Regions from separate parts of the Mus musculus genome. Here regions 1, 3, 4, 5, 6 and 7 are each linked to region 2. A link is a contact called in public HiCAR-type, HiChIP or PLAC-seq and promoter capture Hi-C data. All regions are on one chromosome and are shown on one strand. The core of a region is the stretch at or near the end of the contact, and the rest is flanking DNA. Distances in the headings are between cores, read along the strand shown.

Region 1 (4,131 bases), core at 941-3,440, 560 kb before region 2:
TCCTGGGGTCCTTTCTGTTGCCTGATGACCCGCTCTAAACCAAAAACAGCTTAGGGAACGTAAGGGCTTTTTTCAGCTTATACATCAGTCCACTACTGAGGGATGTCAGGACAGAAACTGGAAGCAAAACCCATGGAGGAATGTTGCTTGCTGGGTCACCCACAGCCCCACACTTACCTAGTTTTCTTAAACGACCCAGAACCACCTGCCTTGGGACAGTGCCACCTCACAGTGGGCTGGGCCTTCCTACAGCAATGAACTTCAAGACAATACATCACAGACATGCCCCAGGCCAATCCTATCTAGGTGTTTTCCATAGCCGAGACTAGCTTGTCAGTTGACCCAGGGCTGTGTCTAACTGACAGAGCTAACTAACACACTTAGATAGTGCTGGCCTCAGGCTGTATACCATGGTGATGGTGATGGTGATGATGGTGGTGGTGGATGTGGGGGTGAGATGTCCTTCAAGATGGGTCACTGTCCCCACTGTGTCCCCCCTAGATATTTTGATAAATTCACAAGTTTGCATCATGTGTCCTCTACCTTATTCCCTGAAACAGGGTCTCTCACTGACCCTGGAGCTAGGCTGGAGGCTAGCAACCCCTCACGATCCCTCTTTCTCTGCCACCCCGCTCCAACAGTGCTGCATTATAAGTGCAAGCAGCCATGCCTGGCTGTACGTGTCATTCCCAACTTAAATCAAAGCATGTGAACGAACAAGTTAGAGATAGCAACTAAAACTCAGACACTTTAGGTAAGTGCCTGGAGGTCCTGGGAATATGATCTAGTCCCCTCTTTCTCCTCTCCTGATGAACCCCAGGATTCACCTCTAGAGTTCACACATATGCCCCTGATCCCAGGCCCCAAATCTCCTGTGTTACATAGTCTCAAAACTCATTGATGCTCTTGATTGGAACTTTATCAGAGAAAGTGAAGTTCCAGGCATGGCCAGCAGGTGGCAGACACACCCCGCTAATGGTGACTCCTGCGTTTTCCTGCCTCCTTGAGTGAGATTTTCCAGCAAGAGGTTCTTTAGAGACTCTCTCACAGACCAGAGTCAAATGCAATTTTAAATGCTGTGCTCCATACACGGCCCTCAGCTGACTCAGAAGTAAGACAAAGTATGTCACCCAAGCTAGCCTTGAACTTTTGATTCTTCTGCCTCAGCCTCTTCAGTGCTGGGATAACTGGGCCTGCTCCGTGGTGGCACACTCAGGCCTCCAGAATATTTCAAGAGATAGTGATTCAAGAGGGAAGGCCTGGCCCTGCAGACCCTCAGGGAAGGTTGGGCTCAGCTGCCACAACTGCAGTTCTGGACCCTGAGCAAGAAGACAGCAGGAAGAAAGGATGTTGAGAAAACAAGCTACAGTTTGACTCTGTGGCTGGCAGTGGAAGACCATGCTTCTCAGCTGCTCAGTTTACCCAAAAGGGGAAAACAAACTCAGTCATTGGGATCACAGACAGGGAAAGGCAACTTCTCAACTCTCATGACCAGTATACCCGGGTGCTGGGGGCGTGGCTCAGTGGTAGAGCCCCTGCCTAGAATCCCCCAGGGAGGGGCTGGGGGCGTGGCTCTTGGTAGAACCCCTGCCTAGAATCCCCCAGTGAGGAGCTGGGGTGTGGCTCAGTGGTAGAGCCCCTGCCTAGAATCCCCCAGTGAGGGGCTGGGGGCGTGGCTCAGTGGTAGAGCCCCTGCCTAGAATCCCCCAGGGAGGGACTGGGGGCGTGGCTCAGTGGTAGAGCCCCTGCCTATCACTCATCTGAGCACACAACCCATGTGACCAGAACTGGAGCCTCTATGGCATCTGAGTCCACAGTGTTCTCCCATAATTCTCTCCTCAGGACCTCCAGGACAGATGGGACCACCTGGACCTGCAGGACCTCCAGGTTCCAAAGGTGAACAGGGCCAGACAGGAGAGAAGGGCCCAGTGGGACCTCCAGGTAAGGAGCCCTGTCCCCTGGAGTGGAGACAGGAGTTTGCTTTGTACCTGGGCATGGGTGGCATTTTGTGTACCTTAATCTTGCTTGTTACCCCAAATTTATTACTTCCTTCTCACCTTTCTCCTCTCCCCAATCTCAGAGGTGCTGCAGGACAAGAGTCTACTGGGACCCTTGGGGTGGGGATGGCGCTGCTAAGGCCCAGGGTTTGTTCCAAGCACCTGAAACCCCATGCAGGAATCCCATGATCCCCTGCGCGCTGCAGAGCTCCAATGCCTGCTCAGGGCTGGCTCACGCTCTGTCCTTGCTCCAGAGTTAAACTACTCCCGAGTCCCAAGACATCTGGCTGGAGCCTGTGCCGATCCCACTCCTAACTCTGTCATGTCCACCCTCTGCTGTCCCTGTGCCAGAAAGAGGAAGATGTCCCACTGACCTCCCAGGAGGACTGTGGGCCCGGAGACTTGTCACTGACTGGACAAATGTCCTTGGCCACTCCTCTTCAGGGCCATAGTTCCCTTGTCTGTAACATCGCAGCCGCTGGTCTCACCTAAAGCCTCTGCTCTTCATTGTAGGTCTCTTGGGACCACCGGGGCCACGCGGGCTCCCTGGAGAGATGGGGCGCCCTGGTCCACCAGGCCCTCCTGGCCCAGCAGGAAGTCCTGGCCTCTTGCCAAACACTCCCCAAGGCGTCCTGTATTCCCTGCAGACACCAACAGACAAGGAGAGTGAGTGCTGGGTCAGGTCGGGGGTGGGTGAGCCAAACTGTCTGTTGAGGGAAACTAGCTTTCGCTAAGGATCCCAGAGAAGCTAAGAGTCGCTAATATCAGGGATCATCCAGGACAGGAGGCCTGGTCGCTCCATGGAGACCGCCTCCAAGCCTGCTCTTGGCCCCAGGCTTAGCTCACCAGGTCTGATGGTTCCCGGCTCCGCCTGCAGCTGGCGAGGCTCCCCCACCAGGAGCACCCCTGAAACATTTTCTTCCCTGTGGTCTCTCACTGTAAGATACTAACAGGTGTTTACTGACACAAAAGTGGCAGAGACCTGCTTGTTCTCAGGGACCACAGTGTGACCTGTGTGAGTCGCAGACCACATAAAACACCTGCTTTGTGGGGGCGCAGAGCATGGGGTCAGAGACTCTGGGTCTCAGGGACCAGAGGGAGGCAGAGGAGAGCAGTTGAAGGAGGAGCAGGTCTGGCTAAGTGCTTAACCCTGATCTTAACCTCACCTTAACCCTAGCCCTGGGGTGATTTAAAAACCTTGGAGGAGCTGGGCTTGGGAGGCTGACACAGTAGACTCAGTGCTAGCTTTAAGTTAGTCTGGGATATCCAGCAAACTCAAGACCTGTCTCAGCTACACAAGGAAACCCTGTCTCAAGAGGGAAAAAAAAAAGCATATTAAAAAAAAAAAAAAGTAGGTCTGGGGCACATGGCTCAGTGGTAGAGGCCCTGCCTAGAGTCCCACAGTGAGAGCCTGGGGGCGTGGTTCAGTGGTAGAGGCCCTGCCGAGAATCCCCCAGGGAGGGGCTGGGGGCGTGGCTCAGTGGTAGAGGCCCTGCCTAGAGTCCCACAGTGAGAGCCTGGGGGCGTGGCTCAGTGGTAGAGCCCCTGCCGAGAATCCCCCAGGGAGGGGCTGGGGGCGTGGCTCAGTGGTAGAGCCCCTGCCTAGAATTCCCCAGGGAGGAGCTGGGGGCGTGACTCAGTGGTAGAATACTTACATAGTACATAGTACATTATGAGCCTTGGGGTTCAATCTCCAATACCTCAAAAATAAATTGCATCAAAAAAGAAGAGTACACTAAAGTAAATTTGTTGTATTTATTTATTGATAGGGACATGCCAGAGTTTAGGTGTAGAGGTCAGAGTGGGAGTGTTTTCTCCTTCTACCATGTGGGTTCTGGGGATCAAACTCTAGTCATCAGCCTTGGTAGCAAGTGCCTTTACCCTCTGAGCCATCTTGCCAGCCCCCAAAAATAAAATCTTGAAGAAGAGGATGGGTTGGTGACATGATTGACAGTATGGGTCTGTTGTTATGGAAACAGGGTTGAGGAGACTCCTGTTCAGCACCCCATATACATAACACAAACCTCCCTGGGCACTGGTTTCTGAATCCTGGCCTCAGTCTCCCCAGCTGTAAAGCTGGGTGGCCATACTTCCTAAGGGAGCCACTCTGGAGATTTACGCATAGTTTCTGAGC
Region 2 (3,711 bases), core at 859-3,358:
CCCTTAATTTTTTTTTTTCAGACAAGGTCTTGTGATATAGCCCCAGCTTGTTTTGAAATCTCTGTCCCTCTGCCTCCTAAATACTAAGATCACATGTATGTGCTACTGCACTCCTCTGGATAGTTTTCTTTCTATCTTTCTTTCTTTTCTTTCTTTCTTTCTTTCTTTCTTTCTTTCTTTCTTTTCTTCTTCTTTCTTCTTCTCCTTCTCCTTCTCCTTCTCCTTCTTCTACAGGCTTGTGCCTTTAGGCCATCTCCCATAGCCTGAGTCAGGCATACCTGCCAGCAGCTCTCTCTGGGGTAGAGTTCAGAATCAGTCAGTGGTGTGATCTAGCAGCTCTCTGTTTATGGCATCTTGCCCTTCTGTGTTTTGTGTCATATTCACTGTGCTGAACTAAACCATATGGTGAGAAACTTTGTGCTGCCCCTAAAGAGTTACCAAAAAAGCCCCTTCCTATGTTCTGGGAATTTGGTCACTCCTGGGTGTGGGGGGGGGGATTGCTGCAAGATTATCCTGGATTTCTGAAGAGGCTCCTCTGTACCCCACACACTACCTCTTCTGACTTCTCTCCTTTCTCTTCTTCACAGTTTTGTTTTTTTCTTTTTTCTTTTTTTCCAGACAGTGTTTCTCTGTGTAGCCCTGGCTGTCCTGGAACTCACTCTGTAGACCAGGCTGGCCTCAAACTCAGAAATCTGCCTGCCTCTGCCTCCGGAGTGCTGGGAGTAAAGGCGTGTGCCACCACTGCCCGGCCTTCCTTCCAGTTTTAATGAAGCTCCTCTCCAGGTTCCAAAGGGAAGCCTCTTGCTCCCTTTAAGGCCCCACCACGTTCAGAGATCCATATACTGTACTGTCTATTGTTCTCCCTCCATCTCCAGCAACAGTCAGCTTTGAGGCCCTTTCATTCTAATAAGCTTCTTCTAATAAAGGACTTGTTTCAGTTTCCTTGCCTACAAGATGTTACTGTTACCATCTTGGGTTTTTGTTGTTGCTTGTTTTGTTGTTGCTTGTTTTTTTGTTGTTTGTTTTTTGAGACTGGCTTTCTCTGTGTAGTTCTGGCTGTCCTGGAACTCTCTCTCTACAGACCAGGATGGCCTTGAACTCAGGGATCCATCTGCCTGTAACTCCCTGGGTGCTGAGATTACAGGCCTGCACCACCACTGCTGGCTCTTAACATCTTTTACTATAGGGAGCTACTTCAGTGCCTCACGCATGGTCAACAAAACACTCCACCACCAGAAGGCCGCAGTTCCATCATTCTCCATTACTTTCACCTTCAAGTGAAAGACTTGAAGTTAATTCCTCGTCAGGTAGATTGGAATGGCAACTTCCTTTATTCTAAAACAGACTCACATACTCAGGCTCGACTGGTGGCGCTGTACTTTCAGCGTGGCCAAGGAGATCGGGTCTGTCTTAAGAGTTCAGTTACAAAGGAGATTATAAGATTATTATAGGAATCGGGGTGTGAGAGGCTGGCGGATCTCCGAGAGTTCGAAGACAGCCTGGTCTACAAACCAAGTTCCAGGACAGAGATATACAGAGAAACTCTGTGTTGAAAAACAAGACAAACAAACAAAAAAACAAAAAAAAAAAAAAAAAAAAAAAAAAAAAGGAAAGGAAAGGAAGGAAGGAAAAGAGGGAGGGAAGGAGACGATATGGAGAGGGCGGAGAAGGGGAGAGAAGAGGAGGAGGAGGAAGAGAGAGTGGGGTAGGGAGAAAGTAGAATAGATAAAAAAGAAACGGAAAAAAAAGACAAAGCCCAGGAGCGAGCGAAACTGGGAGGGACGTGCCAAGAGTCCCAGAGCAAGCTGTGCGAAGTCCTTGGGGACCTGAGACGTCGCCTGGGGCCAGCCCACTCATCATCACTAAAGGCCGTCTCTTCCTCTCCGGATGTGAGAATCAGGCAGCCCTGATTTGTTTTGAAACAGGAAATGAAATTAAAGTGCTATGATCAAAATAAACCACACTGACCTCGCGTTCATGAATATTCAAGCAAGCTGCTTAGGACTGCCTCGTACCTCCGAGGAGAGAGTGCGCATGCGCCTCAGGAGAGCGCCCCTCCCCCCGGGGGTTTGAGAGTGCGCGTGCGCGGTTGGCGCGCTCTTCTGTCGTCATCAATACGAGCGGCCGCCGGCAGCTTTCGTAAAGGAGTAGGAGAGCGGCTATGGCGAGTCCTGCTGCCGCTTCTGTGAGACCGCCCAGGCCCAAGAAAGAGCCGCAGACGCTGGTCATCCCCAAGAATGCGGCCGAGGAGCAGAAGCTCAAGCTGGAGCGGCTCATGAAGAACCCGGTGAGTGGAAGTGGGCCGAGGCGCAGTCCCTTCACCCCGCCGCCAGACCGAGCAAGGCTACATTCAGTCCCCCTAGAGCAACCCTGGGGCGGAGAGGGCGGCCCCGTGGAGGGAGCCTCGCTCCTGTTCTTGTCCTACAGCGTAGCTGCACGAAGGCGCTGCCCAGCCCTCCACACCCTCCTTTTTCTTAGTTTGCTGTTTGCGGTATCATGGCGTTGCTCGTGCTGTCCACGTTCCGTACCGAATCGGCTTTGTAAGATAGGCAGACCTCGCATCCGGGCTCCTCGCATCCCGGCTCCTCTTACCTTATCTTCCCTACGAGCTGGGATGACAGCCCTGCGCTACTATTCAGTATTGCTTCACAGCCCTTTCTATTTTAATATATGAACCAAAGCGGTGGGAGCTGGGTATGGTGGTGCACACCTGCTATCCCAGCACTCTGGTGGCTGACCCCAGAAGTTTGCTACAAATTCGAGGCGAGCGTGGTCTACGTAGTGAGTTTCAGATCAGCTAGACAGTGAGACCTATCTCAGAAACCAACAAAACCCAGAATCGATGTCTTAGCAAAAGTGTACAACTCCAAATAGCAGCCATTATTAAAGAAGCATTGGACGCCAAATTTGGACCACATCACTCTTTACCTCTTCAATGGGCCTCGTAAAACAGACAGCTCATATCTTTGACTAGAAGAGGTTGGCTCGTCTCTTAGTGACGTAGATTCCAGACTTGTTTAGCGCAGGAGAACTTTGGCCCACGTTAGACCCCATGGTGTAGTGGATGAAGTAAGGCCAGGGCAGCAGAACTACACTCAGTCAGCTCCAGATTTGAGAAGCGTGCTCAGTTGAGATCGTCAAACGGGATGTACCTTCCTCAGCAAGTGTATGTTCATAGATGCTTTTCTGTTTAACTGTTCCAGGACAAAGCAGTTCCAATTCCAGAGAAAATGAATGAATGGGCTCCTCGAGCGCCTCCAGAATTTGTCCGAGATGTCATGGGTAATGTCTCTTATGGGTGTCAGGGGTTTATAGTTTTTGTTTTGTTTTTTTTTTAAAGATTTATTTATTATATGTAAGTACACTGTCGCTGTCTTCAGACACTCCAGAAGAGAGAGTCAGATCTTGTTAAGGATGGTTGTGAGCCACCATGTGGTTGCTGGGATTTGAACTCCGGACCTTTGGAAAAGCAGTCGGGTGCTCTTACCCACTGAGCTATCTCACCAGCCCCGGGTTTATAGTTTTTAAGGGGAAATATGAAACACTATTTTCTTTTCTTGTCAACTAGATCTTTGATAGGAAAATTAGTCTGGGGCTGGAGAGGTGGCTAAGTGGTTAGGAACACTGCTCTTCCATAGGTCCTGAGTTCAATTCCCAGCAACCACATAGTGGCTCACAACCATCTGTAAAGCGATCAGGTGCCCTCTATTA
Region 3 (3,625 bases), core at 518-3,017, 570 kb after region 2:
GAGACCCGCCTGCCTCCGCCTGCCTAGTGCTGGCATTAAAGGTACTGTTTCTCTGCCTGTTCATGGAGCCCATGCTCAGACAAATATGGTTAAGTGAGCATGGTGATGGGTGATGTATGTCTGTGTTCTAGTACTCAGAAGGGTGAGGCAGGAGGATCATGGCTCTGAGGCTACCCTGGACTACATAATGAAGCCTGGCCATACTGGTGTAAATAAATAGCAAGCCCCTTTGTTTCAAAGTAAACAAAACGAAAACAAAAAAACAAAACCAACAAAAACAAACAAAACAACAAAAACAAAAAACAAAAACCCAGAAAGAAAAAGAGTGCGTGCCTGTCTACACTGGCATTTAGCTGACTGTAAGTGCTACATGTATCCAAAAAAGGGGGAAAAGAAAATTTCAGCTTTAAGCAGGAAACCATTACATCCTATCAGAATATCTCCAGAAGTTTGGTTATTTGCTGGATATGTCCCAAATTGAAATTTTACTGGTAAATATGAAAAAATTCTACATACAACTCTCTAAGATTTAGGTAGCTGACGAGATGGCTCAACAGGCTGAGGTAGGTCCTGCCAATCCCAAAGACCCGAGTTTGATTCCCAGGACCCACATGGGGGAAGAAGAGAAAGACTCCGGTCAGGTTGTCCTCTGACTTTCACAAGAGTGCACACAAGCATATAAATAATGTGTCACATATGTATACCTCTATCTAAAGATGTGGAGATTATATACCCAAAGCCCTAGTTTTAAATCACCATACTAAAAACAAAGTGCGGGGCTCCTATCTCAATATTATGATGTGTTAGCTCTGCGAATCTCTGTATTCAACCTCAATTTCTGGTAAACAGGCAATTTAATATGGCCTGTCATGAAATCACAGCGAGGATTACATGAAATGAACGCGCAGGCCTCTGTTAACGTTAGAAGCAACAGGGATTTCCCAGGAAAGAATGAGGAAGAAACAAAGACTAAGAATCCTGTCTTTTACAAAGGGATGATTACCAGACTTAATTAGTTTGAGAAATTTCTCTCCTCTGAGAAAACAAACACTTTACCAGCTCCTTCTGTGAGCTGGGATTAGGAGTCAGGATTAAGGTAAAGACGCAGCAGAAAATTCTAGAGTCAAGAGGAAAAGCCATCCATTGGGTTGACAGTAGACAATTGTCACGATAAAGGTGAGAAACGTTTGGTTTGTTCCTGTGGGGCTCGGGCCGTCAGCAGATGGGGTTTGTGTTTATAAAACGTGAATGGCTTAGGAAGTGTGTTCACCCTCGAGATCAAAGAATGAATGGATCTGGGGTAACATGGAAGGGGGCGATTGTGGGTAGAGAAGGAGTTGGCGGAAATGATCCGGCTTTGGACAAGACATGCTGGAGCTCCAAGTGGGGAGAATGGTGGTGGGCACGGAGGTCTGGGGTTGGCTGGCAGTGAGGCTGGAGATCAGGGACCGGGGAGTCTGCGGGCTGAGGAAGCGCGCCATCCCCGCCCCGCCTCTTCTCACCTTGCCAGTTGCGCAGGGCCTCGGAGCGCAGAGACAGCCCCGAGGGCGCCAGAGGCGGCTGCAGCAGGAACAGGCGGGGGCCCGACACCAGCAGCGAGAGCAGGGCGGTGAAGAATGTGGCGGAGGGCACCTCGGGACACGAGCACCAGAAGCGACTCGCGGGGCCCGGGGCCGCCATGGCCGCGAGCCCTTCCAGCGTGCGGCCTCGGTACTCCCCGCCTCCCTCCTCAATTTCCGCCTCCTTGCGGCGGTCTCCCCTGGCAACAGCGGAAGACTGGCCTCTCCTCAAGCACCGCCCCATGGGGGGGTGGGGGTGGGGGAAGGCCCAATCCCGTGGAGTCCTCCGCTCTTACCCGCCCAAAGGAGGCCGGGAGTTGTAGTTCCAGCTTACCTACGGGTGTTGTGCGGGCTGCCGCCTCAGGAGTATTCTTGCCTAGACCTCAGCTTCCTTCTTCTTGATTTTTAATTAAAAACAAACAAACAAACAAACAAACAAACAAGCAAAACCAAAAAAACATTTGATTACATCTGTTTGAGTGTGAGAGAGGGGCATGTGCGTGCAACGCGCGTGGAGGGTAGATGAAAACTTAAGGTTGAGTTTATCATCTCCTTCCACCTCTGGGTCCTGGGAATAGAACTTGGGTAATCAGGCTTGGCAGCAGTGCCTTTACCCACTGAGTCATCTCTTTAGCCCTTTTTATTTTTCTTTTTTTCTTTTCTTTTTTTTTTTAGATTTTATTTGCGTTTGGCTCAGTGAGAGAAGGTGTGGAGGTGCACACACAAACACCTTTACTCTCAGCCATCTCAAAGGCTCCCTTTAAAAATTTTAATCAACCTATATTTATTATACCAAGTAATGGTTTCATTATGGCATTTTCTTACATGTGTATAATGTACTTTGATCATATTTTATCGGGGCTCCATTACCCCCTCTTGCCTTCCCATCTTAGTTTCTCTTTTGCTTCCATGTTTCTTTTCTTTTCTCTTCTTTCCTTCTTTCTTCCTTCCTTTCTTTCTTTCTTTCTTTCTTTCTTTCTTTCTTTCTTTCTTTCTTTCTTTTTAAATTTTTGCGACCCAGTGAGTTTCATTAAAGTCGCTTTCAGGAGCAAATGTCTCTCCTCCCAACAGCCATTAACTACTAGTAGATCCTCATTGAGGGAGAGGGGTCTTGAAAAACATTTCTTCCTCTTGCTTTTGGCTTTTACACAAATTTGACTCTGAACTCTGGGTCTCCATCTCCAGAAAGCAGGGATTTTAGATGTGCACCACCTCCCTCAGTTTATGCAGTAATGAGGCTCGAACCCAGGGACTCCAGCATGCTACCAACTGAACTATGCTTTCAGCCGGGTCCTTCTCACTGTAATGGTATGACGTCGTGAGGACCACGGAGCCCTATTCTCCCACAGACTTGTGTTTGTCTCTGTCCTGCCAAAGAGGAAACTGAGTCTATGGGGATCCCTGAGGGATACAGTTCAATAGCAAAGAAAGAATTAAAACTTGGTTCTTCCTGCCTGAATTGGCCAAGAAGACAGAGCCAGCACTTTCTGGAGCTGGACTGGAGATAAAGTAAGAGGAGGCGGGGAAGGAGACAATTGAAGGGACACTAGAGCTACTATACATGCGCTATGAGCGTACGCCATGACGCTTTTGCTAAACTTTGCTTTAGCCTTTTGCAGTTTGAAAAGCGCTTCCTGCAGAGCAAAGCTATTTCTGGTGAACAGCTAGAGTATCCTTTGTGAGCTACAAGTGCTTTAGCAGGTGAGGTAGCTTCCCGACCAAGTCGCGGGTGAGAAGAGTCAGGAAATTGAATCCCAGTTTGCTGGGTCCCAGGGGGCGACATCAAGATATTCCTTTTTCAATATGTTCAGTTTTGGCAGTACTGGGCAGCCTACAGCCTAGTGCATGAAAGGTTAAGAGGTCTATCACTGAACTACAGCCCCATTCCTCCTCCCCAATATTTATGTATGCATTATATACATATATACGGTATATACATATACTTTTGAAAAATAATCAGATGTAATCAAGAAACCATCCATTTGATAAGCCCATTGAATCCACCATCCCAAGAAAAAAACTAATAGCTTTGCTTGCATAACACCTACCACTAGGGGGCAGCAGGG
Region 4 (4,229 bases), core at 950-3,449, 830 kb after region 2:
TCTGTCTCTCAAATGTTAAAGGTGTGTCCTGTGGTGTGTTGGCTTAGAGCTGAAGAGGCTGTGATATAGACAGGAGAGCGGAAAGGTGGCAGGGGCGGGAGGGCAGTTAGACTGGAGAGCAAACAGGGGGTCACAGAATGCAGAACAAGAACCGCAAGAACACCAGGGTTCAGGGGAAAAAAAAAAACAGGTCTCAGAAGAGACTGCAGAGAACTGCTGCCAGGGCCAGAGACGTGGCTCAGCAGTTAGGAAGACACACTGCTCTCGCAGAGGACCTACGTGCAGTTCCTAGCACCGTGTCCAGCAGTCCAATGTCCTCCTCAGGCACATGCCCTCACCCATGCACAGACATGTGCACCACTTAAAAGCAACATCTTTCTTAAAAACAAAGAAAATTCTGTTGGGAAAGTAGGAAAAACATCCAGAGAAAGCAGTGATTATCCCACATACACACACCTAGTCTCCCCTCTAACAGACTCCTACTTCCTTGAGAACCTGGACACAGAGGAAAATGAAGGCACCCGGGCACGATGTTCAGCTCTTACCTGGAAGCCCGACCCTGGTAGGAGAAACCTTGTCTCTTGAAATAATCGATTGCATCCTCAGGGCGGGTCTTGAGCGTGTTCACACGCACGAACCGTGGTACCTGGTAGGCTAGAAGTCACAGTGGTCAAGTGGGGAGGGAGGTGAGCCTTCTGAGGGTCACTCCCCTCCCGCCCCTCAGCCTCCAAGTCACCTTGGCCAGGTCTGGAGCTCTCTTGCAACAGGTCCTCATTTCGGCTCACACCCCGATGAACCTTGAGTCGGGCCAGCTCAGCCTTGAGCCTTGCCTGGTGCCGGCCCAGCAGAGCCTTCCATCGGCCTCCACCCCCTCGAAACCCCTTCCCCAGCAATAATTCATACACTAGCACCTGGACAGGAAAAAACACAAAACTATTAACACCATAAAACCCTCCAGTGGGAGAAGTAGGTACCTGTCCAGATGGTCATGTCAATAGAGTTCTCTTGCCCAAGATCACAAAAGAAATTAATGGCATGATGTTAGGGCAAATGTCCATAATGCCAGCAACATCAGATGCATAAGCAAGAAAACTACAAGCTAACTGGGTAATGGTGCCTTTAATCCCAGCACTCAAGAGGCAGAGACAAGCGGTTCTCTGTAAGTTCGAGGTCAGCCTGATCTACAGAGTGAGTTCCAGAACAGCCTGGGTGACACAGAGAAAGCCTGTCTCTAAAGACCGAAGAGGACGAAAGGGGGAGAAGGAAGAGGAGGCAACGGAGGCGGTGGCTCAGCAGTAGGGTAGGAAGCTTGCTTAGTATCCACCAGAGAAGAAATAGGGATTGCAGCTCAGCAATAAGCACCTGCCTAGAATCCCCCAGTGAGGGGCTGGGGGTACTGCTCAAAAATAGAGCATCTGTCTAGTGATGCTGTCCAATGAGGTGTTGTGGGTGTGACTCAGTGGGAGAACTCTTCTATGGCTTGTTGGAGACTCTGGGTTCAATCTCCCAGCATTACAAAAAGACAGGCATCCAGGCAGGCGGGTAAAGAGACGAGAGCAAATGCCATCTGCAAACCCCGTGTCCTGCCCCATGCCTGAAGCTCCCCCTCCCCACCCTACCCCACCCCCCAGGTCGCCAGCAGAGCTCTGGACCCCGACCGACCTTGCCATCATCACCCTGTCCGGTAGGTAGCCTCAGCCACTACTAGTTTGCACCTTCGTCCTACTTAGCCCTTCCTGCAATGCTCCAAGGGGAGTCACATCTGACCCAGCTCAACTGGGACCCCAGAAAGAAGTGTGAGAGCCACGCACGGGTAACAGCCTCTGGCCGCCGCTCACCTTGGCAAGGTGCGGTCTCAGCTTCTTCTCGGCGCGAAGGAGCCCAGCACTGGCGATGACAGCGTCCAGCACGGCCGAGTAGCGCTGCGTCTCGCACACCAGAGCGTACAACTGCTTCAGGTTCTGTGCGACACAGGGGACACCCGCTGCACCCCACGCGGGCCTCGCCTCGCCTCGCCCTCCCGCCCGGACAAGCCCCGCTCCCCAGCCCGGCTTGCCAGCCCCCGGCCTCACTACCTGGAAGTTGCTGGAATACACCAACCCCTTGAGGGAGCCCTGGCGGCTTTCCACGCCGGCCAGCACCGCCGCGGCGGCCGCGTACAGCCCCATGCTCTCCCCGCCTCAAGCGCTCTACGACACTGTCGCAAAACTCGGGCTGGCTTTACGGCCGCCGCAACAATTTGTACAACCGGATTTCCGGAGTCAAAGGGTTCGCTGCTTTCCGTTTTCAGCGTCCAAAAATTAATCTTAGGCTCTAAATCCGAGCGGGCTGGCTCACGCCTTTAATCCTAGCGCGCGGGAAACAGAGGCAGAAGGATCTTTGCGAGTTTAAGGTCAGCTAGGTCTAAGTAGTTACAGGACAGCCAGAGCTACATAATGAGGTCCTGTATGTAGAATGAAAAAAGTCTACTTTCTTTTTAGAATTCAGTGTAGCTATTTTGTAGTTTGTTGTTGTGGATTGGTTTTTTTTTTGTTTGTTTGTTTGTTTTTGTTGTTTTTTTGAGACAGGGTTTCTCTGTGTATCCCCTGGCTGTCTCTGTAGAGACCAGGCTGGCCTCGAACTCAGAAATCCGCCTGCCTCTGCCTCCCAAGTGCTTTTATTAAAGGCGTGCACAACCACGCCAGGCTATTTTGTAGTTTTTAATTTTTTTTTTAAGACTTTGGAACTCAGAAGGCTACGCAGACTCTCCTAGCAGTCCTGTGTCAGCCTCTCCCTGTGACCGGATGAAAGGTTCAGTAATAAAGCACGTGCCTTGATGCCTCCACTGAGAGGTTGGGATGTGGCTCAGTGGTAGAGCCCCTGCCTAGAATCCCCCAGGGAGGGGCTGGGGCGTGGCTCAGTGGTAGAGTCCCTGCCTAGAATCCCCCAGGGAGGGGCTGGGGGCGTGGCTCAGTGGTAGAGCACCTGCCTAGAATCCACTGGTGTGCTTGGAGTTGTTGAACACCCATCTAGTAAATGTGGCTCTCTGGGACCCTAGCGCTGGAAAAAGTAGATTGTTTAAAAAAAAAAAAAAAGTGGGTGTTTAATAGGGCCGACAGACATTGTCCCTCGGAGTAGAGCACTTGCCTAGCATGTGCAAAGCCCTGGGATCAATTCTCAACATTGATGAGGAGGACCAATGATGGGACTCAATCTATATAGAGGGCTTGCCTAACAGGCAGAAAGCCTTTGGTTCCAATCCTTCCACTGTATAAACCGGGCATGATGGTACGCTCCTGATGGCTCACTGGTTAAGAGCACTGTCTGCTTTTCCAAAGGTCCTGAGTTCAATTCCCAGGAACCACATGGTGGTTCACAACCATCTATAAGGGGATCTGATGCCCTCTTCTCACATCTTTTAAGAAAAGAAGGAAGGAAAGGAAGAAAGATTGATTTGAGGTCATCTTTGGCTAGCCAATTCACACCAGCCTGGACTACATGAGACAATCAAAATAATGGTAGTTGGGCCTAAGAAAGGTGGCTCAGACCTTAAGAGCACATACTGTTCCCAGACATGTTAGGCAATCAAAACCTTTTGTAATGCCACCTCCAAGGGATTCCATAGTTTCTGACTGTTGGCTTACAGACAATTCTGCTAGGCTCTGCTCAATAGCAACTTAGCAACAGCTTGCGTCATCGGCTGCCACTTATGCGGCTTGCCAGGTACAGCAGCAGTGTTGAAGAGGACTGCTAGTCACTACCCAAGTCTCCTCTCCTTTCACTCTCGCTGTCCCCACGTGTTCCTGGCCCGCCTGTCTCTTCTTCTTTCTGCCCCACCCCCTTCCCTCCCTCTACCCTTTTCCAAGTCCCCACTCTCTTTCCTTTCCCAACAAACTTTATACTAGGCCTATCGCGTGATTCCTCAAGGGGACGCCTTGGCAGCGCCTGCCAGGCACCTTCTTACTCCGGTCATGACACCTCTGTGGGCACAGCACCCGCAAGCATTCACCTACATAAAAATAAGTATTAAAATAGTAGTAGTAATAATTAATGAGAAAAATGTCAAATGCATTGTTTTTAATAGATGTTTGAAGGCCCCAGTGATAACGTTTAAATATGTGAGGAAATGTTTCTGCCCTCTGCTGGACAAGTTGGGAAGCACAGGGCTACTTTATTTTTTATTTATTTTTATTAGATATTTTCTTTATATACATTTCAAATGCTACCCCAAAAAGTTCCCTATACCCTCC
Region 5 (3,633 bases), core at 599-3,098, 680 kb before region 2:
AAGCAACTTCAAATAGTTGTGTGCACCCACTGCTCTCTTGGAGACAGGAGTAGATTGATGACGTCAAAGCATGAGCAGTAGAGGATTAAGGACACACACACACACACAGAGAGAGAGAGAGAGAGAGAGAGAGAGAGAGAGAGAGAGAGAGAGCGCTAGGGATCTGATCTACATCCTTGTATAAGCTGCGGACAGTCTACCACTGAGCCACGCCCCCAGCCCCTCACTGGGGGATTCTAGGCAGGGGCTCTACCACTGAGCCACGCCCCCAGCCCCTCACTGAGCATTTTGGGCAGGGGCTCTACCACCGAGCCACAGCCCAGCACTTTGCTGGGAGGATTCTGGACAAGAACTCTGAGCTACATTTTCAGGAATCTCCCCCGACCCTGCGCCCATCTGAGACTGGTTCTCACTATATGGTTTAGGCTGGATTCAAAGTCTTGTACCTATTGCTTGGGGCTGGAATTATAGTCTCCCACACCATCTGGCTTTAGGACTGTTGTTAGGAAAGAGTGAGCCACCCACTCTGTTGACTTGCTATCTGGTCTAATATAGTCCTATAGATACATAACTCACAGGTACCTTCTAGCATGGGTACCCCAATATATCACACTCAACTCTCTTTACCTTCTTCCCTAAATTGCCCATCCCTTCCCGAGAGTTCCTCCAATCCCAACTTAGTTCTTTTGTCTGTTACCAAGTCTTGTGATGTAGCCCAGGCTGACCAATACTCCTGCTTCCAACTTCCTAGAACTGGAATCGCAGATATGCACTGCCGTGCTCAGCCTGGCTCTGTTTTATTTTGTGGAATGTCCACCCTTCCCAAGTTCTCATGGGTCTCGGAGGCCGGGTTTACTCTTCACAGAGTAGATAGCCCCTTCATGGGATGCGCGTCTTAGACCTAGGACCTTTTTTCACACCCCCCATCCATGTCTCCCTCGGGCTCTGAAGGGTTTGGAGGACCCCCACTTTATGGGGAGGGGTGTTCAGCGCCTCCTCCCAAAGGAATCTGAAGTGTGCCTCATGGATACCGGCGACATTCAACAAATGGTTAGCTCACAGCCTCCTCTTCACCTGGATTTGAAAATACTCTTGTCTTCTAACCTTCCCTCCACACCGTGACTAACGAGAAAGACCAGAATATTCCACATTGCTGTCAACTGGCCTGTGCTGTGGGTGCTACTATCAGATGCAGAACCCCGTTTGTACTTTCTGGGTTACTGTTGTCACTATGAAGCTTAGGCTGGCCCCAAATTCACAATCAGCATGTGGAGCCTTGGGATTATAGGGGTCACTACCACACAAGCTAGGCTTAAGTGTGTGTGTGAGAGGGGGCTTATGCACACGCGTGTGCATGGGTAAATTGAGGCTAGAGAGTAACATAGGGTGTCCGGCTCTAGTCCTCTTGTTTTCTTACCTCCATTCAAGGTTTCCCTCACTGAACCTTGAGCCCGGTCAGAAGCCCCAGGGCTGGAGGCTCTAAGGATGGGGTTAAGTGTCATGGCAGGCTTTTTATATGGGTGTCAGGTTTCTGTAGCACACACTTTTACCACAGAACCTTGCTTAACTTTCCTTGAGTCCAAGATCTACCTCTGAAAAATGGAGATAGTGATATCTCACAGTGTCACGGTGTTTGATCAAAGACTGGGTACTGAGAGGGACCAAATCCTCCTCCACCTTGGTATGGAAAGTGCAAAATGTGTATAAGAGCCCACAATGTAAGATTTAGTGTTTGGAAACATGTGTGTCCCTGGGGGTACCCCCGGCTTGGTAGCCACCTCCTCAGTCCTGGACCGCTGAGGGTTAAAAAGAAAGACCCACGCCCCCTTCGACTGCGCAGAGCCCACCTCGCCGAATTTGAAAAGGCGGCCCTGGAGAGGCGTGGGCGCCCCCCCCCCCCAAGACGACTTCCACCTCCGACCCTGACTTCACGCCATCACCGGCTAGCTCCCTGCGCTCCAGCCTGGGGCAACAGGGTCAGTCCAGCGGTCTGGGGCACTCCTGATCGGCTCCCGGCTCCCGGGACCCTAGGTCCCCGCGGGAGAGCGGTGCAAAATGAAGCTGGTTTTGCTGTTACCATGGGCGTGCTGCTGCTTGTGCGGGTCGGCGCTGGCCACCGGCTTTCTCTACCCGTTCCCGGCAGCAGCCTTGCAGCAGCACGGCTACCCGGAGCAGGGCGCCGGCTCCCCCGGCAACGGCTACTCGAGTCGCCGGTGAGTAACGCCAGTGGCCGGGCCTGGGGGCACGATGGTTGGATCCCGGGACAGCGGGGGCTCGGAAGAGCCGTGACCGGGTACTAGTAACGCAGGACAGTGAGCCAGGGTCCCGGAGGGTTGGATCCAGCGACATCAGGGGCTGTGAAGAACATTGGCCCGGTGCTGGGGGACGCGGGATAGCGGACCAAGGACTGGACCACAGAAAAGGTGGTCGAATGTTAGGAAGCAGAGGCTCGACGGCGTGAGGGCCAGATCGTGGGACAACAGAGGATCCGAGGAGTTGAGGTCTGTTGGGTGTTGGGGTCGAAAGGCATCGAGTTTGAGGCGCCGCGGAGCTGGATCGTCGGGCAGTGGGGATTCTGAGGCGTAATGGCTAGGGGCTGGGGGCGCAGGAACTAGATCAAAGGACAGTGAGGACTCCGAGGAGTGGTGGCTGGATGTTGGGGTATTCAGGACACGGGGGCGTGAGAATTAGAGCCAGTGCGCGCTCCAAGGCGCAGTGACCCCCTGCTGAGTGCTCTGTGTTTGGGGACGCACCACAGAGACTAAGAGGCGAAGTGGTCCAGTGATTGGGAAGAAAGGACACGGGACTTGTACCACGAGGCCTGAGGGCACGGAGACCGAAAGCGAGATGGGGAACAGTGGGGTGGCCTCCGAGGCACAGTAGCCCAGTGCTAAGGACGCAGGCCTGGGGACTACGGACGCCTGGAACGCACGACCGTAGGAGCCTTGTGGTCGGGTGCAGGAGAGGGAATAGATATTGTGATCATTTGCTGGGACCCCGGGCCTAAAGAGTTCGGGGAGCCAACTTGTGTGAGAGGGGTTCTGGAAACCTGGGGCCTCAGACTTGGTGGTCTCCGGTCGCGCCCACCCGTCCTTTCCCTTTTTTTTTTTTTTTTGCCCTGTGCCCATCGGCCCTGGGCTTCGAATGGAGATGGCACCGACTTGCATCCGGGAGTCGTAGAGGGAGCTCCCGGGACTCACAAGACTCCGGGTTCAGTCCCCACGGAGTAGCCCGGCTCACCTGCGCGGCCTTGGCTTTGTGTTCTACAGTTCCCAGAGTTACCAGGCCATGAGTCCTTTCGGTCGCCTGGCGACACTGGAGAGCCCATTCCATTCGGCCTTTGGGGGTCGAGGCGGCCGAAGAAAGTTTGGCTGTCCAATTCACACTGGAACAGGGTACCCACCCCGATCCCACGGCTCCGCAGTGGGCTTGGTGGAGGCGCGGGGTCACTCAGCCCTCAGTGCCTGGACCTGTCCGTTGCTTCTCCATCTACCGCCAGGTGGCGCGCTATCCTCCTCCGATGGTTTAGCGCTGTCTCAATGGTTTTTGAATTCTCAAAGAAAAGGCAGCGCACCCAAATATATGTTACTGAGTTGTTTGCTAATCTTACCGAATTTAACTTTCCTATTTGAC
Region 6 (3,674 bases), core at 831-3,330, 650 kb after region 2:
ACTCCTCTTTTATGCCTCTATCAAATGTGAACTTTCACCCAGGCTTTAATTTAGAAAAAGTCATTGGCCGCTTCGAATTAAACTCCTCTTCTGATGATGGCACAGTAGTGAAAGCCATTGCCGAGCAAGGGTGTGTGTGCACATCGCCACAGTCGGGACCCTAGGCCAGCTGGTTTGTGTGGCCCGCCTAGAAATTCCAGCCTCTGAAGTGGGAGACAGAGACTCTTCAGAGCCAACAGGCTAGTGTGGCTAGCCATATCAACAAACCCTGAGTTCCATGAGACCCTAAGTCAATGCGAGATTCAAGAGTGATGATGACCCCTGACATCGGCCTCAGATCTCCATGTGCACAGGTGCACGAATGTGCTTGCACACGGTGCGACACACCTGCAAACCGCATCTCTTTCAGTGTGGGAGGCTGGGGGGAGGGTGTCTGTGGGTAGTCTGTATACAGGTATATGCCTGTAATCCTAGCATTCAAGAGGCTGAGGCAGGATTTCTGGGAGTTCAAAGCCAATCTCAACTTTTTAGTGAAATATTATCTTTGTGCATGTAGGTGTGCATGTGTGTGCAGTACTGGCTGTCCTGGAACTCACTCTATAGACAAGGCTGGCCTTGAACTCAGAGATCCATCTGCCTCTGCCTCTTGAGTGCTGAGACTAAGGCTGTGGACCATCACCACCCGTCTTGAAACACTGTTTTTAAAGAGCATCCCTGGTGTGACCACTCAGTGGGTAGGTTGCTACACTAAGCCTATCACTCAAGTCAGATCCTGGGGTCCACACGGTAGAGAACAGAATCTAATTTGCTTTCTGACCTCCACAGAGTGCTGCCGTATGAACACAGTCCCACACATACACACAGGTACAAAATGTGTGTAAAACGTTAAAGGAAAGTCAAGCCTAGAGGCCCACGCCTATAATCCTAACAGTTGAATGGAAGAGGCAAGAGGCTCAGGGATTCAAGGGACTCAGCGACATAGTGAGTTTGATATTGTCATTAATTAAAACATTGCCTAGTACAAGTGAGACTTGTACTGGCTTCTATTGCAGAGCTAGATGGATAGCACCATCAAATTGCTTAATGCTTAACGGTGCCACTAGTTCTGTTAGTGAAGAACCTGTAACTTTTTTCTTTGCTGAGGAGCACTTCCCAGTCTGTAGGTGCTCCCAGAACAGGATGGGAGGAGTGGACCCTACCATAGTTGAACAAAGAGCATCTGTTGGGGTTTCTACCGAGATAAGGTGAGAACGAAGCAAAGTTTGGAAAGCTCTGGGGAGATCCTCGCAATCACAGGCCAGTATTTGGGGACCCTCCAGAACGGTCCTCCAGAACGGGCAGAAAGGAATGCACGAGGAGGGGACTTCGAGGACCACTAAGGCCGCCATCGCGGGTCCACACTGACGCAGAGTTCCCCAGCAAGCCGGTGAAGCATGGTGTGCAGCCATGCTTCCCTTGATCTGCCTTTCCATCCCCTCGGGAACTCGTGGCGCCGGCTGGACCGCAGGTCCTACTGCTCAGAAACCCGCAGCAGAGAAGGGCCCAGGAGGTGGCGCTTCGAAGTAGGGTGGAGTCAGCAAGGGCTGGTCTGTGGCAGCCAGGCCCCACCCACTAGCATGACGGACAAGCCTTCAGAGCAATCATAGTGCTTTTATGGTCCTGGGGGGTGGGAACAAAGGAAGAGTGACGGATGTAGGGTGGAGCCAACAAGAAAAGGTTAGGGCAGCCCATCAAGCCAGCCTGTTGACAGATAAGTCTTCAGACCAATGACAGTGCATGTAGAGGCCTGGAAGGCGGTGCATCGATTATGGGGCGGAGCCTAGGGGGCAGGTTAGGACAGCAGCCCACCAGGTCCTGCCCACTAATGATAATGGACAAACCTTCAGACCAGTCATAGTATGCGGACCGCCCTGAGGCGGGCAGCGGGTGAAGTGAGCGGAGCGCCTCCGAAGTGGGAAGAGGGGTGTGGGGAAAAGCCTCTTGGAAACATGGGGTGGGTTCTGAGGGAGATGGACAGCGCTGTCAACCAATGGAAGACGGAATCTGTCCCCGTTAGCGCCGGATCCCCGCGGGTAGGGAGGGGCGGGAGGCTCCGCGGGGATCCCGGGGCGGCCGAGGGCCCCTGACTCTGTTCACCCAGACAACATGGACCGAATGGCCAGCTCCATGAAGCAGGTATCCAACCCGCTGCCCAAAGTGTTGAGCCGCCGCGGAGTTGGTGCTGGGATGGAGGCTGCGGAGCGCGAGAGCTTCGAGCGGACTCAGGTGAGATTCGAGAACCCTGGGGCATCCCTGGGGCACTTGGAGTGATGCAGGGTGCAAGAGAGGCTTGGAAGGGAGTGGGACTTGCAGACTCGGGAAGGAATTAGGCAAGGTGGCTGCGATCGGAATCATTTTGGGGTAGGGAACTAGGCGGGTCCCAGGGAGGTTCGGGATCTACCTGGGCATCTCCACTGGCATAGGGGTCGGGGTGCACTCTGGGGAACTGCAGATTCCTGCGGCTGAGGGGACGGTCTCAGTGAGCACCATCAGGGGTCACAAGGGAGGCTAAAGGGAGTTGAAAGGGGACTGACGGAAGGGTGCTCCTGGATAGGGGAAGCACTTGGAAGTCGCTTGGTTTTTGCCAAGTGTGGGAACGCCAAGGTGGGGGTGTGAAGGGTGGCTCTGGTCGCCTTACTTTAGTATTGACTCTCCCTACACTTCCCAGCATCTCGCTCAACGGTGCCTCTAACTTGGCTCTCAGCAGCCCCAGCTGTTGGCCTCAGAGGCTGGGCCAAAGGGGTCTGAGTGATGGGAAGGACCGTAAGAAATGTGAAGTGTGGTCCAACTTGTAAAATGGCCCGGGGGTTTGGAGGAACGGGGACGCGCAGCCTGGGGTAGGAATTGAGGCGCTTGGATTGTCAGAGCTTTGCGTGCCGGCATAAGCTGTCCAGTGATACTCAGACTCCTGATTTGAGGTTTTGCTTTCACCCTCCAAAATATGCCTGACAGCTAATAAGCAGACCGCCTGCCTTATTTGTCTGGTCTGACCAGGGCAGATGGCCAAAATTCCACCGCAGTTATCAACAAAAAGCCACTATCCAGTTTTACCTCAGGCTTTTATGCATGCTGTATTGATCGGACTGAATCAAGTTGTGAGGCTCGGGGTGTGTAGTCATCAGTTCATCTGTATGTAAAATCTGTTTCTGAGAGTACAACTCCTCGGATCCCACTGCGGATGCCGGGCCGGTAGATTTCTTCTACTCTGGCTCTCCGAGTTCTACTTTGAAGATCTGAGTTGACTTCAGCCAGAGGCAGGTCCCCTGTCGTGTTCTGTGAGTAGGAAAGATGGAAGAGATAGGGAGGGCCTGTGTGTTCTATAAATGGACCTTGCTCGGAAGAAAGCCTTTTCACCCCAGGGGACTTTACACCACCTCTTGTTTCTGAGACCCCTGGGTCCACTTCTTGTGTCTGAGGGGGGAAATGGGGTAGTTGTACCCCGGGAGGGGAAAGAGAGACCACCGTCCACTTACCTCTCAATGTCTATAGAGTTTGGAGCTTTTTAAATTTCTCAGATCTTTTGAACCTTGGGCGTTGTTGCCAAAAAAAAGAAAAAAAGAAAAAAAAGTTTTCATATCCCCCCCCAACCTCTTTTATTTTTAAACTGAAAGAAGAAAATAAACTGGAGCTATTTT
Region 7 (4,139 bases), core at 511-3,010, 790 kb before region 2:
GATAGAGAGGGGACAAGTCTGTCTTGGGAACTCGGCCACTCACCACCAGAGTTGAGGAAGCGCTTCCCCATGCCCACCTCAGGGTACTGCTCTGCCAGCCCCCACTCAGGCCAGCAGAAGCTCTCAGCAGAGAACAGCAGATGACTGCCACTCTGAACAAACTTCTTCAGCAGCTCTGTCGGGCTGCTTGCCAGAATCACGTCGTAGCTGGGCAAGAAAAGGGGAAGACGAGAGCCAGGAGGAACCTCAGTCTCTTTTTCTCTCTCCATAACCAGTTTCCCACTCTTTCCACCCCAGCCCTCCTTACCTGTCCACAAACATGATGATCATGTCTTTCTGATCTGCATATTTCTCCATTTCCTTCTTGAGCCACCTGACCTTCTGGCCTCCACCAACTGTTCGAGCCACATCACCCCCTCGCCACTCCTGTCCCAGGCCCAGGGTCTGCAGGAAAGATCCCACCCCCACGCAGCGGAAGAGGTTCAGCTGGCCAAGATGAGGAAACAGGACCAACCCCCACGACCCCTGCCCTCTCCCGCTGGAATTTCTCCCATGGGTCCCCCCACTCACCCGTACAGTGTAGTTAAAGAACTCCGCAGACTGCAGAAAACGCCGGTACCCCTCTGTCTCTGCCGTAGCCACAGTGATCACCAGCAATTTGTCTGTCATAGCCAGAGAACTGGCACTTAAGACACGGCTTAGTGTCCCACGTGTTTATCCCTCTGTATCACCCCCGACACACACACACACACACACACCTCCATATTACTTCACTAAAGTTCTTTCAGCACATTTGATCTCCAGAAGAGTCGGGTGAGAGTAACATACACGAATGGGGGCTGGGGTGTTCCTGTCTGTCTGGGGAGCCTGGAACCCCAAGTTCTGCATGAGAGGCTAATGCACTGGGAAGGCTGGACACTCCCTTCCAGGCTGGCGGACGTGTCGACCCTGCCCACTGGCCGCCCGGGTTCTCACCTGGGTTGACAGCATTGGCGCCCCGGGGTCGATCGGAGGCAGAAGTTACGGGGGGCAGCGGCGGCAGCAGCAGCAGGAGCAGGAGCAAAAGCCGGGGTTCCGGGCCTGCCGCAGCCATGGCTAGCAGCACGCTTAGGCTACACCCAGGCCCGCACCGGCGCTGAGCTGAGCGCCTGGATTCCGACGCCCCGGGAAGATTCTGGGAAAAGGGGAAACCGAGCCCGCTGAGAGGAGGAGCTGTGCTCGGGACTCCGCCCTGGAAAAAAGGCGTAACCCGAGGCCACCGAAAACCCGAGATGCAGACGGCGAGACAAGGCAAGGATTGTCCCGCGGGCGCGGGCTGGAGGGTGGGGAGGAGCCGAGGGTCCGGTCCTGGGCACTGCCTGACTCACACCGGAGCAACCGAATCCCCCCGGGAGGGGAAGTGACCTTTTGAGGAGGGTCCAGGCGACGCGGGGGCGGGTCTTGACCACAAGTCTGACCCGGAGGAACACAGGACAGCAAGGCCTGGGGTGGCGCGCGGCGGGGGCGACGGGCCCGGAGGGGCCGGGAAGCCGGAGGCGGGATCGCGCGGACATCCTCGTGGGTCTGGGTTCAACAAAGCCACCGAACCTGCCTATCCTGTCCCGCAGCGCGGGGACACGCACCGGGGATGCAAAGGGCACAGGGACAAGAGCGCTCCCCTAAAGACCACCCACGCCAGTTTTTAAAAAGTGACCATTTGCAGGCGGCTCTCAGATTTTTTTTTTTGGGTAACCACAATGCGACCGGAATTAGGTTTGCCCCTATCAAAGATGGCGGAAAGCGAAAGCTTGCTGATCTCCAAGGGAACATCACGTAATGACTTCAAGCGGGAGGGGAAAGACTGCGCACGCGTATGTGTGCACGCCACCGGAAGGGGTGTGCTCAGAGCAAGGGTCGGTGGTTAGTACGCGTGCGCAGTAGGCTCTTCTGTCAACTGTGTTGCGCCAATGGTGGAGAAGAAACCCGCCGGTATGTGAGCCTTGAGTGGTTCGCCCTTTTGTGCTTCCCAAGTTCAAATTCAGCCTAACATCTCCCCGCCTAGCTTTTCACGTCAATTACCTTCGCTCAGTGTTGGGGCAGTCTCGGAACCATTAATTCGTGTTTTGTGACTGCTTGCTTCAGCAGACGTTGGGGATGGAGAGGATGTGTTGTCTCTCCAAAGCCCGGGTGCTATGAGCAGTGGTACTCACCTCGGCTTCTGGATTGTTTTGCTTTTGTTTTTTTTTTGTTTTTTGTTTTTTTCTTCGAGACAGGGTGCGTACCCTTGGCTGTCCTGGAACTAGCTCTGTAGATTAGGCTGGCTTGGAACTCACAGAGATCTGCCTGCCTCTGCCTCTACACTGCTGGGATTAAAGGCGTGCGCCACCATCGCCCCACTTTCCTCCAGCTTCTGGATGTTGGATGGAGGGAACAGAGAAACTTAGGAAATCAAAGGGCTTGGCTTTGGGTACTACACAAACACGTGCACACACACACACGAACATACACACTTCATTCCTTCCTTTCTCTCTTTTTTTAATGTAGCCTAGGCTGCCTATGTAAATTAGGCTGGACCTCAGCCTCTTGGTGTCCTGTAGTCCTGAAGTCTGTGGTTTGGGGGAGTTCTGGTTTGAGACTGGCATGTTATGGGAAACCCAGCACCAGGAATGGGCAGGTGAGATGGTGCATGCAGTAGGTAAAGTTGCTTGCTGCCAAGCCTGACTACTTGAGTTCAGTCCCCAGGATCCACATGATAGGAGAAAAGGCTTCCATACAGTGTCCTCTGATCTCTGCACGTGTACTGCAACACCTACATGTGCACAGAAACACTCAGAATAAATGCACTTTTTGAAGAAAGATAGAAATACAAGAAAAAGAGGTCAGAGATGAGCCCCTGCTGATAGGGTGTTGTCCAGCATGCCCAAAACTCTTGCTCCATCCCCAGCATCACATAAGCCTGGTGTGGCTGTGCACAGGAGGTCATCCCAGGCCAGCCTGGGCTTCCTGAGATCCTATTGAAGGTTGTGGGGGTGAGAAAGGGACAGGCCAAAGAGCGCTATCAATTAAAGAAAAAGGACAGGCAGAAGCAGCCTCGAGAGCAAGAGAGGAGACAAAATGTCGGGATAGGAAATATATCCAACAAGATAGGGGGACATCTGGGAGCCACACTGGGGAGACTTTTAGTCCAAGGAAGGTAGTCGGTGCAGTCACAGGGCACAGGCATGCGTCTCAGGCTGAAGGAACATTCTAGAAATGTACACTGGATTTTGCCCTACTGAATCACAGGTCTTGAGAATATGGAGGCCAGAAGTCAATACTGTGTCAATTCTCAAAGGCGCTCTTTATTTTAATTTGTGTATGTGTGCTGCTCTGTGCAGGTGAGTGTAGGTATCCATGAAGGACAAAAGAGGCAGTTGGAATTACAGAAAGTTGTGAGCCACCCTCATGGCTGCTGGTCCTGGGTCCTGGAAACAGCTGTAGCACTCTGCAAGAGCAGGGAGCGCTGTTAACCACTGAGCCCTCTCTCCAGCTGCAATTTATTGTGTCTCCAGTTATTGCTGGGACTGGGAGGACTTAGAGGCAGCATAAAGGGCCGAAACAAGCTTGCCAAGCTGGAAGAAAGCAGGGTGAAGATCTGGGAATTCCTCACAGCATAATGAAGGGGCCGAGGCGAGGAGACTGGGGCTCTAGGCAACGGCAGTGCAACTTTCCTCCTGTCTTGACCCCGGTAACTCTCTTTGCCCCATCTAGTTCGCTCCCAGGACCCTGGACAGCGGCGGGTGCTGGACAGGGCAGCCAGGCAGCGGCGGATCAACCGACAGCTGGAGGCATTGGAGAATGACAACTTCCAGGATGACCCCCATGCCGGCCTCCCCCAGCTGGGCAAGAGGCTACCTCAGTTTGATGATGATGCAGACACAGGTGAGATGGGGGTTAGGGAGGAGGAGCGAGACAGTGCCGTGAAGCTCCTTGTCACCCGTAACTGCAGATGATGCCAATGAGCGCAGATGGGAATTGCATCTTTATTGTGTTTTTAATTTCCTCATTTTGTGTGCATGCATATGTGTGTCTGTTCATTCCTGCACACGCTTGCCTGTGGAGATCAGAAATTAACTTACAGGAGTTCGTTTTCTCCTTCCAGAGTTGAAATTCTGGTTACT

Evidence for each region. Promoter capture Hi-C pulls out the DNA fragments that hold promoters and counts their contacts. HiChIP or PLAC-seq counts read pairs in DNA pulled down with a chosen protein or histone mark. HiCAR-type assays count read pairs that join an accessible place to other places.
Region 1: a RAD21 HiChIP or PLAC-seq map of pro-B cells shows a contact between it and region 2, with 20 times the contacts expected there. The contact joins the enhancer-like site here to the promoter of Prkrip1 in region 2. A contact is called at or near these places in 19 of 39 promoter capture datasets (the 3T3-L1 cell line, the C10 cell line, the HPC-7 cell line and 8 more), 4 of 15 datasets of contacts at CTCF or cohesin (the NIH/3T3 cell line, embryonic stem cells, large pre-B cells and 1 more), 68 of 484 Hi-C or Micro-C datasets (the AML12 cell line, B cells, the Ba/F3 cell line and 41 more), 25 of 115 datasets of contacts at active chromatin or transcription factors (the 230-238 cell line, the NIH/3T3 cell line, the SCID.adh cell line and 15 more) and 4 of 9 other capture datasets (adipose tissue, embryonic stem cells, liver and 1 more).
Region 3: a contact with region 2 is called in a promoter capture Hi-C map of erythroid cells, with 6 times the contacts expected there. The contact joins the promoter of Rhbdd2 here to the promoter of Prkrip1 in region 2. A contact is called at or near these places in 1 of 39 promoter capture datasets (erythroid cells), 1 of 484 Hi-C or Micro-C datasets (CD4 T cells) and 1 of 115 datasets of contacts at active chromatin or transcription factors (astrocytes).
Region 4: a promoter capture Hi-C map of liver shows a contact between it and region 2, with 2.9 times the contacts expected there. The contact joins the promoter of Nsun5 here to the promoter of Prkrip1 in region 2. A contact is called at or near these places in 2 of 39 promoter capture datasets (both in liver).
Region 5: an H3K27ac HiChIP or PLAC-seq map of embryonic stem cells shows a contact between it and region 2, with 5 times the contacts expected there. The contact joins the promoter of Col26a1 here to the promoter of Prkrip1 in region 2. A contact is called at or near these places in 6 of 39 promoter capture datasets (cranial neural crest, embryonic stem cells, hippocampal neurons and 1 more), 1 of 15 datasets of contacts at CTCF or cohesin (large pre-B cells), 2 of 484 Hi-C or Micro-C datasets (cortical neurons and nephron progenitors), 5 of 115 datasets of contacts at active chromatin or transcription factors (embryonic forebrain, embryonic stem cells, forebrain and 1 more) and 1 of 9 other capture datasets (embryonic stem cells).
Region 6: a contact with region 2 is called in a HiCAR-type map of embryonic stem cells, with 2.9 times the contacts expected there. The contact joins the promoter of Hip1 here to the promoter of Prkrip1 in region 2. A contact is called at or near these places in 1 of 39 promoter capture datasets (liver), 1 of 484 Hi-C or Micro-C datasets (CD4 T cells) and 1 of 115 datasets of contacts at active chromatin or transcription factors (embryonic stem cells).
Region 7: a promoter capture Hi-C map of pre-B cells shows a contact between it and region 2, with 5 times the contacts expected there. The contact joins the promoter of Plod3 here to the promoter of Prkrip1 in region 2. A contact is called at or near these places in 4 of 39 promoter capture datasets (the C10 cell line, embryonic stem cells and pre-B cells), 5 of 115 datasets of contacts at active chromatin or transcription factors (the 230-238 cell line, large pre-B cells, memory CD8 T cells and 1 more) and 2 of 9 other capture datasets (adipose tissue and liver).

Annotation. Positions count from the first base shown.
Region 1 is chr5:136,752,725-136,756,855 of GRCm38.p6, reverse strand. It overlaps Col26a1 (collagen, type XXVI, alpha 1), which reads left to right. Exons shown (of 13, transcript NM_001346699.1): 6 at 1,843-1,941; 7 at 2,511-2,663. Among named protein-coding and RNA genes, the nearest start is that of Myl10, 61 kb to the right of the region's middle. Within about 2 kb of position 2,190, at least 22 of the 459 cell types and tissues checked have an H3K27ac peak or open chromatin away from gene starts, as enhancers often do. A contact at or near this core is called in the 230-238 cell line, DN3 thymocytes, the P5424 cell line and 3 more, where this site is marked.
Region 2 is chr5:136,197,351-136,201,061 of GRCm38.p6, reverse strand. Prkrip1 (Prkr interacting protein 1 (IL11 inducible)) reads left to right here and starts at 2,108. Exons shown (of 6, transcript NM_025774.3): 1 at 2,108-2,287; 2 at 3,204-3,282. The coding sequence starts at 2,162.
Region 3 is chr5:135,630,796-135,634,420 of GRCm38.p6, reverse strand. Rhbdd2 (rhomboid domain containing 2) reads right to left here and starts at 1,767. Exons shown (of 4, transcript NM_146002.2): 1 at 1,503-1,767. The coding sequence starts at 1,680.
Region 4 is chr5:135,367,923-135,372,151 of GRCm38.p6, reverse strand. Nsun5 (NOL1/NOP2/Sun domain family, member 5) reads right to left here and starts at 2,199. Exons shown (of 10, transcript NM_145414.2): 1 at 2,076-2,199; 2 at 1,839-1,961; 3 at 737-911; 4 at 546-654. The coding sequence starts at 2,168.
Region 5 is chr5:136,881,430-136,885,062 of GRCm38.p6, reverse strand. It overlaps Col26a1 (collagen, type XXVI, alpha 1), which reads left to right and starts at 1,848. Exons shown (of 13, transcript NM_001346699.1): 1 at 1,848-2,213. The coding sequence starts at 2,056.
Region 6 is chr5:135,543,528-135,547,201 of GRCm38.p6, reverse strand. Hip1 (huntingtin interacting protein 1) reads left to right here and starts at 2,080. Exons shown (of 31, transcript NM_146001.2): 1 at 2,080-2,265. The coding sequence starts at 2,146.
Region 7 is chr5:136,984,640-136,988,778 of GRCm38.p6, reverse strand. Plod3 (procollagen-lysine, 2-oxoglutarate 5-dioxygenase 3) reads right to left here and starts at 1,760. Exons shown (of 19, transcript NM_011962.3): 1 at 976-1,760; 2 at 571-662; 3 at 308-444; 4 at 44-207. The coding sequence starts at 1,093. It overlaps Znhit1 (zinc finger, HIT domain containing 1), which reads left to right and starts at 1,875. Exons shown (of 5, transcript NM_001310747.1): 1 at 1,875-1,968; 2 at 3,730-3,900. The coding sequence starts at 1,947.